Linked DNA regions of Mus musculus: region 1 is linked to region 2. Evidence: chromatin contacts called from public Hi-C data. All regions are on one chromosome and are shown on one strand. The core of a region is the stretch at or near the end of the contact, and the rest is flanking DNA. Distances in the headings are between cores, read along the strand shown.

What was found. Hi-C and Micro-C count contacts between places; a contact is called where the count stands out from the background.
Region 1: a Hi-C map of liver shows a contact between it and region 2, with 3 times the contacts expected there. The contact joins the promoter of Txnrd2 here to the promoter of Serpind1 in region 2. A contact is called at or near these places in 1 of 39 promoter capture datasets (liver) and 1 of 484 Hi-C or Micro-C datasets (liver).

The regions. Positions count from the first base shown.
Region 1 is chr16:18,424,064-18,428,243 of GRCm38.p6, forward strand. Txnrd2 (thioredoxin reductase 2) reads left to right here and starts at 2,354. Exons shown (of 18, transcript NM_013711.3): 1 at 2,354-2,496. The coding sequence starts at 2,382. Comt (catechol-O-methyltransferase) reads right to left here and starts at 2,653. Exons shown (of 6, transcript NM_001111062.1): 1 at 2,293-2,653; 2 at 241-297. It overlaps Gm15764 (a long non-coding RNA gene), which reads left to right. Exons shown (of 3, transcript XR_875942.3): 3 at 1-318.
Region 2 is chr16:17,329,581-17,333,784 of GRCm38.p6, forward strand. It overlaps Serpind1 (serine (or cysteine) peptidase inhibitor, clade D, member 1), which reads left to right and starts at 1,791. Exons shown (of 5, transcript NM_008223.4): 1 at 1,791-1,867. All of the region lies in intron 19 of Pi4ka (phosphatidylinositol 4-kinase alpha), which reads right to left.

The DNA.
Region 1 (4,180 bases), core at 1,104-3,603, 1.1 Mb after region 2:
AGGAGAAGTAAACAAGAGAAAAGAGCCTGCTCCAAGCAACGAGGAGGCGAGAAAAGACATCCACAGTAGTCCTCTGGTCTCCACATGTGCATCATGGTAGGCGCTCGCCCATACTCACACACACAAACACAGATAGAGCCAGGCACGGTAGCTTAGGAACATCATCCCAACATGGGAGAGGCTGATGGGGGTTTTAGACAATCTTCAAAAAGTGAAAGCAACAATAAAACTTGTACTTACTTATGGGCCAGAATGTCTGTAACTTTGAGTTTCACTGTGGTAGGACTCTCTCATCCCCTAATAAAAATATGGACATCAGAAGGCCATCTTACATCTTCATTTGCAAGGAGAAAACAGTGCTGATGTTTTTAGTTTTTTTTCTCTGTCTCCAAAGGCAGGGTCTGTAACCCAGGCAGGCCTGAAAATCACTATGTAGCACACTGACCTAAAATCCATGCTTCTCTCGCTTCTGCCTGAGGGCTGGGACCACAGGTGCGTGCTGACACACTGCTTCATCTTTTAAGCTGCGTGTAAATATATCCACATGCTACATCTGGCTTTAATATCTGCCCACAACTCTCCAAACTGTTCACAATTCTTCTCCTTCCTAATTTCTTGACCTTTGGAACAAAAGCCTGATGGTTTTGGGTCCTGCTGGGAACAGTGCTTGATGCGGCTATCCTATCCCACTACGATCTGGGAAAGCTTGAGGGAGAATCTGACAGAAATGTCAGATTTCAACACACCAAATACTCTGGGGACAGCTTTCTGCCTCGGTTACAAGGGCCACGAGGGAAAGTCCTCTACTGGGTGCACACACTGCTCCAGGAAATGATCACGCCTGAAACCGTGTGCTCACACACTTCTGCCTCCTACACTCAGAGGACAACTTGGTAAAGCCTCCAGGCTGCTCCTCATCAACCATCTAAAGACACTCGCACCTGGCATCTAGAAATGTGCAAAGACTGATTTGTTGCCGGTCGGTGGTGGCTCACACCTTTGATCCCAGCACTTGGGAGGCAGGCAGATTTCTGAGTTCAAGGTCAGCCCGGTCTACAAAGTGAGTTCTAAGAAGCCAGGGCTACACAGAGAAACCCTGTCCCGAAAAACCAAAAAAAAAAAAAAAAAAAAAAAAAAAAAGACTGATTTGTGGCTAACACCAACTTTTCTATTGTCTTCTTAAGAATGACCCTCACATGGAACAGAAAATGGACTTCTGTTCAATAGGAAGGACGTCTCCCTTCCTGGAAAAGGATCCTCTACTGGGTGCACACACTGGAGGCTTAGCCACATTTAGCCAAGCTCCTTTTAAAAATATAAACTTTAGCTTCATCTCTGACAGCTCACGGGTGCATCCCTAGAGCAACTTTAGACCCCAAAGTGTCTGCAGCTCTGTAGCTTCTGTGGGATCATGGGAATTAGCCCAGCAGCAAAGCCACGAAGAGCCTGTATAAAGCACCCTTCCCTTCTCTTCCCTTCCCTTCATGGATTCTGTGCTCCTTTGTTCCCCAGAAGACACCCACTTGTCACCTCTGCTCAAATGGAGATGACTCAGCCGGTCCCCTACAGCTCCTAGGTAAAATCTGTCCCAATTATTAGGGCGATGCTGTTTCTCTGTGACAAGATGTCCTCTAGGGCCCTACCCCACCACAAGCTCCCACAAGTCGTGGCAGCTCCCACTGTTCTCCCAAGGCTTGGAGGGCCAGCAAGGACCCCAAAAGTCCCTGGCTGGAAGACTTTCTCTTTTTAGCACACACCCAAAGCCTGCCGTAGTGCTCCTGCCCTAGTGCTCCTGAGCTCCAAGGGGTCCCTTTGGGAGTGGGGGGGTGGGGGTGGGTAGCACTTCTTTTGCAAGGAGTGACCCGGGGGCACCCTAAGGCCTCTCTCAAGAACCCCTGTTCAACAGCTTCCAACTCTACTGACCATCCCTGAGCCCTGTAACTTTGACCCTAAGGTTTGCATCCCAATCCAACAACTAAGTAAGTCGGACCCTCTTATAATGGGCCAGGCCCTGGATGTGCTACATTCTATCCAGGTTAAGCCCAACTCCACAGCCCCACCGAAGGACATATCTTCCACCACAGCACTGATACTCAAGTTCGGTCACCTGCCTCCCTTCAGCGACCCCCCAGCCAAGATCAGACCCCCTTCACATGTGTCCCCATTCCCCAGCGCCGGCTTGCGCTCTCCTAGGTCAGAACCAGTTCCCACGTACGGGCCCTTCACCCTAGTCCCAGTTCGGTGCATGCAGATTCTGATCCCGAGTCCGAGCTCCGGGCGGGCACCACTCACCTCGTCAAGGCCGCGCACAGGTCTGACCCCGAGGCGCGGACGCTCAGGCAGTGCGAAGGGCAGCCCTGACCGCCTGAGGTCCCCGGACCATGGCGGCGATGGTGGCGGCGATGGTGGCGGCGCTGCGTGGACCCAGCAGGCGCTTCCGGCCGCGGACACGGGCTCTGACACGCGGGACAAGGGGCGCGGCGAGTGCAGCGGGAGGTAGGGTGGGGTCGTGGGCGGTGCACGCGGAGAGGGTGCCTGTGCGAGTGTCCACAGGGGGTCGCGGTGGCGGGGCTGTCCTGGAACGTGTCCGCGTGGGCGTGCCCACACAGGCCAGGGTTCTGATTAGGAGGGGACCTGCTTCTAGCAGGGCTGCTTTTTCCCCAGGTGTCTAAAACGTTGGCGGTGCCTTGCCTGAGGCCCTCCTGTGGTGGCAGCAAGCCCAGTCTTCTGGGATTTGTGTCCCCAATATTAATCGTAGCCCTGATGTCAGGGCTGTGATGGGATGATGTCAAGGGCTCTGATGGTCACAGGTACCCCATTGGCACACAACTTCCTAGGTGCAGCAACTCTTTTTATTGTTCTAGTTTTTTCTTTTTGTTTTTGTCCGTAATCCCACCCCCATGTAGCCAAGCTGGCCACAGACTGCTTAGGTAGTTGCCACCGACCGTGGCCTTCTGGGGTTACAGTCATGAACTACCTTGGTTTGTTGTTTTGGGCTTGATTTTGATTTTTTGAGTGATGGTCAGTTGGCAGTGCAGCTAGAGTTAGCCTTGAGGTGTTGGCCCTTCCTTCCTCAGCTTCCAAATGCACCTTCATGACCTGCCTAGTGTTTGGGGAGTGAGAAGACACTAGAAAGTTTGTGGAACCAAGCCCCAGTGCTTGTCAGGGCTCTTGAGAAGGGGAAGAAACAACTTGTTTGCACCAGGAAGCGTTATTGCTGAAATCAGGATAGTAATTAATTTCAAAGGGGGAAACTGGGTACCTCTCAACATGGGTCCACTACCCCCAATAGGCCAAGTTCCCCCAGAGTTTCCCAGTGGTATGATCAGTTTCATGAGTGGTCTCCATTATGTCTTTTCATGGTGACCACCCTTAATACTGCCCCCTGAATGTGAGTGACAGAACTCAATTCTGTCCACAGGGAGCGAGCATAGAGGGAGAGGAGCAAGGGCAGGCCAGGGTTCTTCACAGAGGCAGTGCTATGAAAGGTACAATGGCTGGCCCTTGGTCTACAGGGCCAAGGCAGGTAGACCGACTGCAAGTGGAAGTTGGCAGAGGCCTTGTGGCTCAGTGGCAGAAGCTAACCTGGGAGAGTACCAGGAAGCAGTCACTACATGTGAGGTGGGAACCTAGGGGACAGACCTCAGGGATTGACGGGTGCTCTTTCAGTAGCTTTGCTAACTCCCAGGTCTCTGGCTCTTCAGGGTCTCCTAGTGCTGTATATTAGGTGGAGGTAGTTTTAGTGATTTATGTGGAGGTTAAAAAAAAAAAAACAATCGGGGGGTTCGGAATAAAAAAAAAAAAAACCCAAGTCAGTCAAAGTACCTGTGCCATTGGTACCGTCACTCTGTGTCATTGGTACCGTCACCCTACATAATAACAGTAAAATGTCTGTAAAGGAGGGACAAGAGCGACTCCGCACTCACTGCTCTTCCAGAGGCTCCAAGTTCAGTTCCCAGCACCCACATGATGACTCCATTCCGAGGGGGACCCCGTGCCCTCATCTGCCCTCTGGCACTGCCCTCTGGCACAGCCCTCTGGCACTGCCCTCTGGCACTGTGTGCCCACAGTGCAGACATAAGTGCAAATGAACACTCAGGCACATAAAATAAATAAAAGCCAAAGAGTATGTTGAAATCTGTAGACAGGAGCTTCACTGAGCTCACAAGTCTAGGGCCCT
Region 2 (4,204 bases), core at 541-3,040:
TTGTTTTGGCCATGATGTTTATCACAGCAATAGAAAGAAGCACAAAATGGAGCTGTGCCTCCTGCCTCCTCCCTGGTTTTCTCTGTGAACGTGTACACACAGGTTCAGTAACTGAGAATGGGTAACATTTCTGGGCATTTACTGTGTGTTGGTCACTATTCTGAGTTCAGTTTTACAGCTCCCTTACATAACAAGCATATTTTAAAAATTATTTTTTAAATTCTATTTTTAAAATTATGTGCATGTGTGAGCATTTCTGCATTTGAGTGCAGGTGCTCTTGAAGGCCAGAGGTAGCAGAGCCCCTCAAGTTGGAATTTCAAGCAGTCATGAGTCACTTGATATGGTACTGGGAATTGAGCCTGAGTACTCTGCCAGAGCAGTAGTTTGAGTCATCTGTGGTGTCTGAATAAGAGGCTCATATGTGTGAAAACTTGGTCCCTAGCTGTGGAACTGTTTGTCAAGGACTAGGAGGTGTGTATTTTGGGTGGTGTTTGACATTTCAAAAGACTTGGCCCACTCCCAGTGTGCCCTTGCCTCCTGCTTGTAGTTCATGTGAACTCTTGAAGTTCCTGTGGTCATGCCTTCACTCTACCATCACAGACTCTAACCCTCTGCAAACTTAAGTCCTATTAACCCTTTCTCCTGTAACATACCACAGCAAAAGTACCTAACATACCACATCCAGCATTTTTTCTTTACAGGAGAGAATGCTAACTATAGTTTCAGTCAAGGTGCTCAATATGGTTTCCTAAGACAGAAAAGTGACATCCAAGTGACACCCACATACTGCTCTGCAAGGAAGATGCACCAAAGAGAAACAGCATTTAAGTACCAAGGGCTCAGAGCCTGCTAGGGCTGAAGCTGCAAAGCAGTCCCTAATAGACTGGAGAGTCTCTCTGAGCAACTCGATGCTGCTCCTGGTAGAGATGTATGTGGAGTTAACACACACACACACACACACACACACACACACACACACACACACACACACACACATTCTCTCCCTCCCTCTCTCTCACTTATACACACATACATGCACACACACTCTCTCATACAAACACACACACACTCTCTCACACACACATTCTCTTTCAGACACACACACGCACAAAGACACATATATACACTCTCACACAGATACAACTTAGTACAATATAATCCAAAGATATATTAATTTGGTAACTATATGCTGAGGAATGACAGTAAAAACAACATTTTAAAAGTTTTTGAGGGCAAGACATAGTGGTACATGCCTTCAATTTCAACACTCAGGAGGCAGAGACAGGCAGATCTCTTGTGAGTTCAAAGCCAGTCTGGTCTACATAGTGACAGCCAGGGCTACACTGAGAAACCCGTCTTGAAAACAAACAAACAAACAAACAACTCCAAAGGTCTACACCAATTTATGCATTTCCTAAGTCACCAACCTTAACTTTCCCCTTCCCCTTTCAGTGAGGAAAAAGCTTCCCGTGAACTTAAGGTAACTCCATCTATTGTGTAGCAGCCTTCACACAGACGGAGACCCAGCAGGGGAAGACATGGCTCCCAGGACACTGAACAGTGCCTCAGGTATGCATAACTTCAGCGAGATGTGCTGAACAAGATGGTGCAGACGTGCTGACACAGATAGGAACACTCAACAGCCACACAGCAGCCACACAGAACTGTAGTTTGGAAGTAGCTTGTCCCTAAGTGATCAAAGTGAGCTGAAAGGGTTCTGCTGACAAAGCTACTTGAGTGGTGTTTGAGTTAGGACATATTTGCTTTGGAAAACACACAACAGCCCAGCACCAAAGTTCACATTGAAACCTGCTGCTGACCTTCTCTGGTCTCATCTCTGCCACACCACTGCTCAGAGGTACAGAGGTAAGTTTGGTTTCTAACATTTTTTGCCAATTATAAATTTTTATTTTTAATGCTTAGAGCTAAACAATTGGTTCCTTTATTGAGAAAAGAATATGTTATTTTTAAAATTTAGTTTAATATTCTTTAAAATTTAGTTTAATGTTTAGTTTAATATTAATATTGGTACAACTGACAAAAATGGAATTTGAATTTTAAGAGACAAGATTATTATACCTTTGATACTTTATACTGGAAACTGGGCATGGCAGCACAAGATTGAAATTCCAGCACTTGTAGCCCCTGGGTATCTATCACCCTAGGGCACAAAATCAATTTCTTTTCAAATTAGATAATTGTCTAGTGATTAAGAATGAGAATATTCTTGTTCTAGAGGAAGTTTCCACCTAAGCATTACTATTAAAGGTTAGAGGAATGTAAGAGATCTAACCTCAAAATGCCCAGAAAACGTGTACATATGTTGATACATATACATGTACCCCCCCATGTGCACCACATCACATCATACACACACACCACACATACACACGCACATACACCATACCACACGACACACACACCAACACACCCCACACATATACCACACCATACCACACCACACCACACACATATCATACCACACCACATACCATACCACACACACACACCACACCACACCACACACATACACACACCACACACACACATACCACACCGTGACACACACACACCACATCACACCACACACGCACACAACAGTAAAGGGAACACAGTGGCTGCTCTGCTACTCTATTCTTTCAATTCTTCTGTAAGTTTGAAGTTATTTTAACATAAAAAGGTTTCCCTTCTTGCTTGTTCTGTTTGGATCTGGAGAGATCACAGTAGGAAATGGTGTTCTTTATGACACATATACAAAAAGGCCAACTCCAATCCATGCAACTCTCAAGAATACACTATATGATGTTCCCATGAAAACAAAATTTTGATGAATATCTTAAAATTATAGCACTTTAATTCAAAGACAGCAATTTGAACGCATACACAACTTACAGGTATTTTTAAATGCCTTAATTTTTTTTTAATGAAACTGATGAGCAATATAGAAAGATTTATCTGTCAGATCGTTAATTTTCAATGCATAAAATAACTACATTTTTTCCTTTCTCTAAGAAGAGAATAATGAAAATTATGGCTTATGGCTTTTGGACATACCTTCAGGAACAGGGTATATGATGCTTACCCTTCAGAACCAACCCAACCCAACCCAACCTAACCAAACCAGAATGTGTTCTGAGTTCCAGGATAAGATGAAGAACATCTTTTCTATTTGGGCTCAGACTAGTCTCCTTGAACCTACATTAATTCAAGTTGGCTTTTCTTTTGTTCTTTAACATTATTGTAACTACTGTTTTAGCCAAGGAAATTTTTAACTGTAATCATAAAAAGGCTTCCATTAAGTTTTTTTATTTGTGCATATGCACTTGTCTGTTCAAGTATGCACCACATTGTGCAGACTGCCAGAAGGGTACAAAACTCCTTGCAGCTGGAGTTACAGATGGCTGAGCCACCCACCTGGAGGGCTGGGACCTGAACTCTCGTACTAACTGCTGAGCCCCCTCTCTAGCCCACTTAATTTCAATGATACCCATGCCTGATTTTATCTTGAAACTAGTTCTATTTACATTAGATACTGTTTCCAGTAATTGTTCCACATGTGTAGATTATGTAGCCATGAGTCTCAGCAAAGTGCTGAGATGGATCGGGCTTATTCACAGTCAGAAAGCATGTGGCTCTTTTTCCAAAATAAGCACTTCAGAAGCCCCCAGCCAGCTGTAGATGTACCTCAGCTGGGAGAGCATACTCCTAGCACTGACAGCCCTGACTCATTGCAGCACTGTACAGTATAGGTATGGTGATATCGGTCTACAAATAAGGAGGTATAATCAAAAGGTCAGAAACGTAAGGTCAGCCTTGGTACACAAGATTTTCAGCTAGCCTGAGATGCACAGTGTCTTTTTAAAAAGTCCCTAAGTTATGATTAAAACAATCCTGTGGCCAGGAGGTGGTGGTACACACCTTTAATCCCAGCACTTGGGAGGTAGAGGAAGGCGGATTTCTGAGTTCAAGGCCAACCTGGTCTACAGAGTGAGTTCCAGGACAGCCAGGGCTACACAGAGAAACCCTGTCTCGAAAAACCAAAAACCAAAAACCAAAAACAAAAAAACAAAAAAAACAAAAAAAAATCAAAACAAGGGCGGGTGAGATGGCTCAGTGGGTAAGAGCACTGACTGCTCTTCCGAAGGTCCCAAGTTCAAATCCCAGCAACCACCTGTAATGAGATCTGATGCCCTCTTCTGGTGC